2 separate regions of the Mus musculus genome follow, and region 2 is linked to region 1. A link is a contact called in public HiChIP or PLAC-seq data. All regions are on one chromosome and are shown on one strand. The core of a region is the stretch at or near the end of the contact, and the rest is flanking DNA. Distances in the headings are between cores, read along the strand shown.

Evidence for each region. HiChIP or PLAC-seq counts read pairs in DNA pulled down with a chosen protein or histone mark.
Region 2: a contact with region 1 is called in an H3K4me3 HiChIP or PLAC-seq map of embryonic stem cells, with 15 read pairs. The contact joins the promoter of Sptlc2 here to the enhancer-like site in region 1. A contact is called at or near these places in 6 of 39 promoter capture datasets (the HPC-7 cell line, cranial neural crest, embryonic stem cells and 2 more), 4 of 115 datasets of contacts at active chromatin or transcription factors (the SCID.adh cell line, bone marrow-derived macrophages and embryonic stem cells) and 2 of 9 other capture datasets (adipose tissue and liver).

Annotation. Positions count from the first base shown.
Region 1 is chr12:87,223,231-87,226,779 of GRCm38.p6, reverse strand. It overlaps Noxred1 (NADP+ dependent oxidoreductase domain containing 1), which reads left to right. Exons shown (of 8, transcript NM_027744.1): 5 at 1,742-1,922; 6 at 2,471-2,622; 7 at 3,513-3,549. Among named protein-coding and RNA genes, the nearest start is that of Noxred1, 14 kb to the left of the region's middle. Within about 2 kb of position 1,634, at least 20 of the 459 cell types and tissues checked have an H3K27ac peak or open chromatin away from gene starts, as enhancers often do. A contact at or near this core is called in embryonic stem cells, where this site is marked.
Region 2 is chr12:87,387,028-87,390,899 of GRCm38.p6, reverse strand. Sptlc2 (serine palmitoyltransferase, long chain base subunit 2) reads left to right here and starts at 2,545. Exons shown (of 12, transcript NM_011479.4): 1 at 2,545-2,854. The coding sequence starts at 2,729. Gm33444 (a long non-coding RNA gene) reads right to left here. Exons shown (of 3, transcript XR_381803.4): 1 at 3,222-3,872.

The sequences.
Region 1 (3,549 bases), core at 385-2,884:
TTATATCTGTCCCTCTTTCTGGGTATAAGATATGGGGGGGAGGGGGGATGTTCATATAGTATTTAAATCTAACTGGAATATTAGTCTAGAAAAAAAAAGTTACCAAATATTTACATTTGGCCTTATATTTTAAAAAACTGTCATCTGAGTACAAACATTTACAGTGATTCTAGGTGTTGACTAATGTGATAGAAACAAGAACAGTATTTGTCTTTGAGGAAGTGGAGTGAAGAAGGGGCCCAAAGAACATTCTGGGGAGAAGGAAATACTTTACATCTAGGGTAGTGGTTCTCAACTAGTAGGTCATGATCCCTTTGGAGGGGGAATGTCAAACGACTAAGATTATCAGAAAACACAGATATTTACATTGCAATTCACAACAGTGGCAAAATTACAGTTAGGAAGTAGCAACAAAAATAATTTTATGGCCAGATGGCACATGCCTTTAATCCCTGCACTCGGGAGGCAGAGACAGGCAGATCCCTATGAGCTTAAGGCCAGACTGGTCTATAAAGTGAGTTCCAGGACAGCCAGGGCTACACAGAGAAACCAAACCCTATCTCAAAAAACAAAAAATTATACAACAATAACAATAATAATAAATGTATGTATGTATTTATTTATTTATTTATTTGGTTTTTCGAGACAGTGTTTCTCTGTATAGCCCTGGATGTCCTGGAACTCACTTTGTATACCAGGCTGGCCTCGAACTCAGAAATCCACCTGCCTCTGCCTCCCGAGTGCTGAGATTAAAGGCGTGCACCACCACGCCCGGCTATAAATTTTATTGTTTGGGGTCACAAAAACATGAGGAACTGTATTAAAGGGTTGAAGCATTAGGAAGGTTGAGAACTGCTGGTCTAGAGGGAGCTGTGGGCTACATGGATGTATGCCCTTATCAAAACTGTTCAAGCTGTATACTTCAGAGTTCCATGTGGTACTGTATGTAAATTACACTACAATAAAATGCAAAATAACATTGCAAAGCAGTATGCATACTGTAGACAAATTACCCTGGAAGAAAGGATAACCATCCATACTCTTTTTAACCAGGCTATCGTCGTTCCCCCACCCCACCCTTTTTTGAAGTATATTGTATACTGGCTTTTCACCTGATGCATCGGAAGTGCATTTCGTATCATTTAGCATTCTTTAAAATAAAGATTTTTAAGCCCTTTCACTGTCACCCGGCTGGCTTTGAGAGCACTTCCTAGTGTGTCTGACCTTATCAGGGCAGTTTGTGTCGCTGGTGTCTGGGCATTCTGGGGAGGAGATGAGGCAGAGCTACAGTTGTGAGTGCTTTGTGCTTCCCCCGCCCCCTTTACTTTCTTCTCCGGATTTAAGATATATTTCCATGAAAGATTAATCTTATTATAAAAAGGTGATTTTAAGCTCATGTTACATTCCTATTATATGCCCATTAGAGATAAGATTCCAAGCTGGAAGGCGGTGGCACATGCCTCCAAAAATAAAAACATCCAGCATTTGTTCCAAAATCAAAGCAACAGCAATCACATAAGAAGCCCAGTCTCTGCCTCAGTGGTACCAGCTGCTTTCGCAAAGGGGTTATTGGGGAGTGGGGGTGGGGCTTAAGCTCACAGAGGCTTCCAGGAACCAGCGGCTGGTTTCTGTGGCCACGTGACTTAAGCTGCTTCCTGAAACACCCTTACCGCCATCCTCTCCCCACAGCTGATGTGCAGGTCAAACTTCTCTGCATTATTGTGTTCTTTCTCCCTCCCAGGTGAGTTACGGAAACTAGGGGTCCGGTGCGTCTATGACAACGCTGCTGTGGCGAGCTGGGCCAAAGTGTTGTTCCTCTGCTGTCTGCCTGCCCAGCTGCCTAATATCTGCCTAGAAATTCAATCCAAACTCAACAAGCACTGCACCGTGTACAGCTTTGTATCCGCCATTCCGCTACCCAGGTATCTTGTCAGGATGAGAGCGGAACTCATAGCCTCTTGGCCTACCTCTTGGAGTTAGGCATGCTCAGTAATGAGGAGGAGGAGGCAGCTTGACCTGCAGAAAGACCCCGCCAGCCTTTCTAGTTCTGTCTTCCTCCAGTTTTACACAAACAGCACTTGGGGTTTGGATGACTTTCCCTGCCTAAAATATTAATGGCCTGCTGCTTTCCAGTACTCCATTCCCACTTGGGGCATCAATGAGAAGACACCAGAGAACAACATGAGAAGCTACTAAAAATACATGCCAAACATTGGGTTTTTTTGTTTTTGTTTTTGTTTTTGTTTTGTAGTCTTGCATCTAGCCAAGAGCTAGGCACAAGATAACATTCAGTAAATATTAGGTGGATGGTTGAACAATCTAATCAGTGCCCTGAGCGCACAGTGGGCCCATAGCTTGTTGCCTGAGCAGTGGCTTGCAGGGGAGAGTCTGGGGTTTGGCCTGAATTCAGATGCAGTAGATTGGAAAGTCACTTATTCCAGTCTGTATTCCCTGTCTTTGTGGCTTCCAGGTTGAAAAGTTTACTGAACCACACCAATATCCTGAGGCCCCAGTACCAATTTGCTGAGGATTATGACAACATCTGGGGAGAGAATGAGGAGGTCCCAATTGCTCTCCAAGATACAACGATTATCCGGGGTACCTGCCCCTACAATAATCTTGGTAATGGCACAACTGTGTAACTATTTCTGGCATTCTTTCGACAATTACCTTCTCTCTCTCTCTCTCTCTCTCTCTCTCTCTCTCTCTCTCTCTTTCTGTGTGTGTGTGTGTGTGTGTGTGTGTGTGTGTGTGTGTGTGTGTGTGTGTATGTCTGTGTCTGTAAAGCACAAAGCAGATACATTCTTAGTTATTTGAGTTTGGAATGCAAAGAGCTTGGTAAGAAAAAGCAACCTTTGTTGGGCAGAATGGAGTAGCCTAATTTGTGGATCCTTAAGTCTGGGCTAGAAACAACCAGGGGAAATAGCTATGTGAACAAGAGAATGAGCTGGGCTTGGTGGTACATGCCTATAACTCCAGCCTTGGAGAGGAGGAGACAGGAGAATCAGGGTATCGAGACTCTTGGGCTATATAACCAGTTTGAAGGCAGCTAAAACTACATGTGAACCTGTCTCAAAAAAATAAAAAAATTTTAAAAAGATCAAAACCAACCAAAACAAAACAAAGAAAAACAACAAAAAACAAAACAAAACAAAACCCAGGAGAATTCAATGTCTGGGACGAAAAAAAAAAAGACAGGGGGGTGTTCCCTTTAATCTTGCAGTCTTCCCTAGTTCCTCCCTGCTGTGGGCAGGGACCTTTGTCATTAGCCCTGTCTGTCTTAGCCCTATCTGCTTCCCTTTGCTGTGATCAACACACATTGTGCTGTAAAGGGCAAATGGGCCTCTTCCCAGGGAGTAAAGAGTGTCCCTTCATCTCCTGTCATACTGACAACCAATGTAGGAGAGAAGGTGGCTTCACAGTCACTCTCTGGGTTTCTTGAGTCATTTTTTCTTTCAGGTTCCCTGCAACTCACTGTTGCGTGTGCTCATTGTGATTCTCCTCCTGTCTAGGGGGAGTAATCCTTAATGTCAAGTGGATAGAGGGGCT
Region 2 (3,872 bases), core at 1,296-3,795, 160 kb before region 1:
GCTCCTTTTTTTTTTTTTTTAAGATTTATTTATTTATTACTATATGTAAGTACACTGTCTTCAGACACACCAGGAGATGGCGTTAGATCCCATTACAGATGTTTGTGAGCCACCATGTGGTTGCTGGGATTTGAACTCAGAACCTTTGGAAGAGCAGTCAGTGCTCCTCCTCTTTCTTTCTTTCTGTCTGTCTTTCTTTTTTTTTCTTTCCTTCTTTCTTTGCTTTTCTTTCTTCTTCTCCTCTTTCTCCTCCTCCTCTTCCTTCTTATTCTTCAAAAGGTTGCCCTTCTATTTTATTTAACTTCATGTATATCTTTTCAGGGCATCCGATTATTGGTAAAGATGCTCATGATCTGCCAGGTAGGTTTAGGCACTCAAATCTTCATCCTCTGGAAGAGCAGCCAAAACACTGAGCCATCTCTTCATGCCATATCTTGATTTTTGAAAGTAAGCTTCATAAGGCATACACTTCTTTGTGTGTCCATGTGTTTACGTGTATGTGCATGACAGTCAGATGTCAGCATCGGGTATCTTCCCTAATTGTTCTCTACTTTTCTTTTTCTTCTTTTTTTCCTTTCTTCTTTCCTTCCTTCTTTCTTTCTTTCTTTTTTTTTTTCAAGAATGGGTTTCTCTGTGTAGCCTTGGCTATTCTGGACCTGTTCTGTAGACCAGGCTGGCCTGAACTCACAGAAATCTGCCTGCCTGCCTCTGCCTCCTGAGGGCTGGAATCAAAGGCATATGCCACCATCACCCATCATCTCTACCTTATTTTTGAGACAGGGTCTTTGCCTGACATTGGAACTCACCAATTCAGTTAGACCAGCTGGCCAGAGAACTCTAGGAACCCTTTCATCTCTGTGTCCTAAGCATGGGGATTTTAACTAGATGCTCAAAATCTGGACTTAACTCCTCTTGTTTTCCTGGTAGTATTTCACTGATTGAGTTACTTATCCCCACCCCATCATGTTTAAGACAGGGACTCCTATATCCCAGGCTAGCTTGGACAGGTTATATATACAAAGATTATCTTGAACATCTACACTCCTGCCTCTACCTCAGGAGTGCTGAGACTGTATCAATGCATTACTATGCTTAGCTTAAAGGCATACAGAGCTTTTTTTTTTTTTTAAAAAAAAAACTTTTAAAAAGGAGATTTTAATTTATGTCTGTGAGTGTCTTGTCTGCATGTATGTATGTGCACCAAGTTTGTGTCTGGTGCCCTGGGAAATCAGAATAAGGCTTTGATTCCTCTGGCACTGGAGTTATAGATAGCTGTGAGCCACCATGTGGGTGCTAGAACCAAATCCAGGTACTCTGGACAAGCAGTGTCCAGTACTTCACTGCTGAGCCATCTCTCCAGGCCCCATAGAGTTCTTTTTGATTCTCGTGTTCACTTTTGAGATCAAAGGGTTTGTGACTTGAAAGTTTTGTCCTTGCTCCACTTGCTGTTAAGAGTACCTCTTCTAAATCAAGCAAAACAAATAACCTTGCCAACGCAGTTCTAAAGCTCCAGGGGAGAAGGGGTTGTGTGACACAGGGATTCACACAGATGCATTCGGCAATTAATAATAACCAGCACTTAATGAATACTTACTAATTGCCAGGTCCTAAGCAAAATACATTACAGGCATTAACTCATTAGATTCTCTTATGGCAACTGTTATTATCCCCCTGAGCAGAGGAACATAGAGGTCACTCAGCTAGTAGGTGAGGCAGCCAGGATTCAAACCTAGACTGAGTCATACTCTTAATTATGACATTGATTTTTTTTTTTATGGGTAACTAAAGGTCTTTGTAATGCTGAAATGTAGATCAATTTCTTTTGCTACTGATTTGGATTAGGTATTGTGATAGGTGTCCAGCGCTTTACTAATGTAATTCTGGCAAATGAGTCCATGAAGCAGGAAGAATTTTAAAAGAACTTGGCTCCTAAAGGAGTTAATTCCTCAAGTTTCAGTTTCAGTTATCACAAGATCTGGAAACAGATCAAGTCTCCTGACTTTCAAGGAAAGTCTTCAAAGGAAATTGCCCTAGGAAAACCCGGATAGAAACAAGTGATGTGCGCGCGAGGCGTTCGCGTAGTTCACAATGAAGAACAGTGAGAGACTGTCAAAAAGGCTATTCTATTAACACCCACAGAGGAATTTGCTAATGAAATAAAGGAGCTGCCTGTCTTGGGCTCGGATTCAACCTGAGAACCTCTCGGGAGGAAGGGCACAGAGGGCAACCACCACCAGTGCTAGAGAACCGGGAACAGGCTCTGGAAATAGGCTCAGCCCCTGTTTCTTTCTCCACACTCTAATTGGCTGTTCCTTTCCGGGCTCCGCCTCCTTCTCAACCTGGACCAGTAGGCGGCAAAGCTCCACCTACGACCTGGCTAGGGCTCCAATCAATTGCTCAGTTCTCGAGTTCCTCTGAAGAAGTCCCCTTGATGTCTGCAAGCCGCTTTTCCCTTGCTCTTAATTCGCCAGAATCAGCATGAGATCCGCCCCTCTCGCCTTTGGATTGGTCAATAGCCGATAGACCCCGCCCCATGTTCCCTCCGGCTGCCGGGCTTCGGCGAGCCCCGTCTTCTCGGGTGGCCCCGCCCTCGCGTGACGGCCGGACCGGGAATTGGCAGCGGCGCTGCAGCCATTTCCGGTTTCGGAGAGGTGGGTGCGGTGCGGAGCGGGAGTTGGCTCCGCCGCCACCTCCAGAGCCTGTCCTGCTGCCGGGTGCTGCCGGGAGGATGCGGCCGGAGCCCGGAGGCTGCTGCTGCCGCCGCCCGATGCGGGCGAACGGCTGCGTCAAGAACGGGGAAGTGAGGAACGGGTACTTGAGGAGCAGCACCGCCACCGTCGCGGCTGCCGGCCAGGTACGATGGGATCGAGAGGCTGGGCGAGATCGGGGCGGTGGGCCGGGACCCCCGCGAGCCGATGCCCGGGCTGGGCCGGGCCGGGCCGGGGAGGACGGGCAGCCGCGCGGGCCGGTCAGTGGCCGGCTGGCGGCTGGGCGCGGCTCAGGTGTGCTGAGCGACGGGGAGCCGGCGCTGGCTGGGCCTCCCCCCTGAGCGGGAGGGAGACTCAAGGGCAGCGCGGGACTCTACAACTATGTGGGGCTCCCTCACCGTGAGGGGCTCCTCGGTTCTGCCCGCTTCTCCAGTTATTCGAGCCTTCCCAGTACTACCCGGCTCCGCAGCGATGAGCTGTGGTTCTCTGCCCTGCGGGGGTCCCAAGGTTTACCTGGTTTCTTAGGTGTGCGGTGTCCCCTAGTTCTGCCTGGCTCTCCAGCCTCCCGGGGCTCCTCAGCCACGCGGGACTCCTGAGGTCTGCCCGGCTCCTCAGCATTTGCTGTTCTGAAGGGCCCTGGAGGCTGGGCTTCCTCTGCAAGTCTCTGGTTCTTAACCATGTGGATCACGCAAAAAAAAAAAAAAAAAAGTGCAGGCCGCTCCTAGTGGGAAGCAGAGGAAATCTTTCCCTCGAAGTCCGGCGATACTTTCTCGGGTTCCTGCCCGGGTCCCCTCGAGTACATGCTTCCTGTAGAGTCTTGCAGCCCCAAAAGGAAGCTGACGCTCTGAGAAAGTTAGGCAGTGCAGTTGTGGAAGCACAACCGGACAGCCTCTTCCTATCACGTTCTGGACTTCCTTTATGGGGAAAACCTTGGCAGGGAACCTCCTCGGGGGTCTTGTCTTGAAAATTGTCCCGTTGTGCGATTGGTGAGACCCCCATCCCACCATCCAGATAGGATTTTAGGTGGCCCCTTCACGGCGCAATAGAGCTATCGTGGAGGGCGTTGCTTAATCCAGTGGTAAGTTGTCATGAGTCCTTGTATTAATTAACTGAAGTTGAATCATCAACCATATCCATGAACTTCTAAACTATCTTACAGAATTC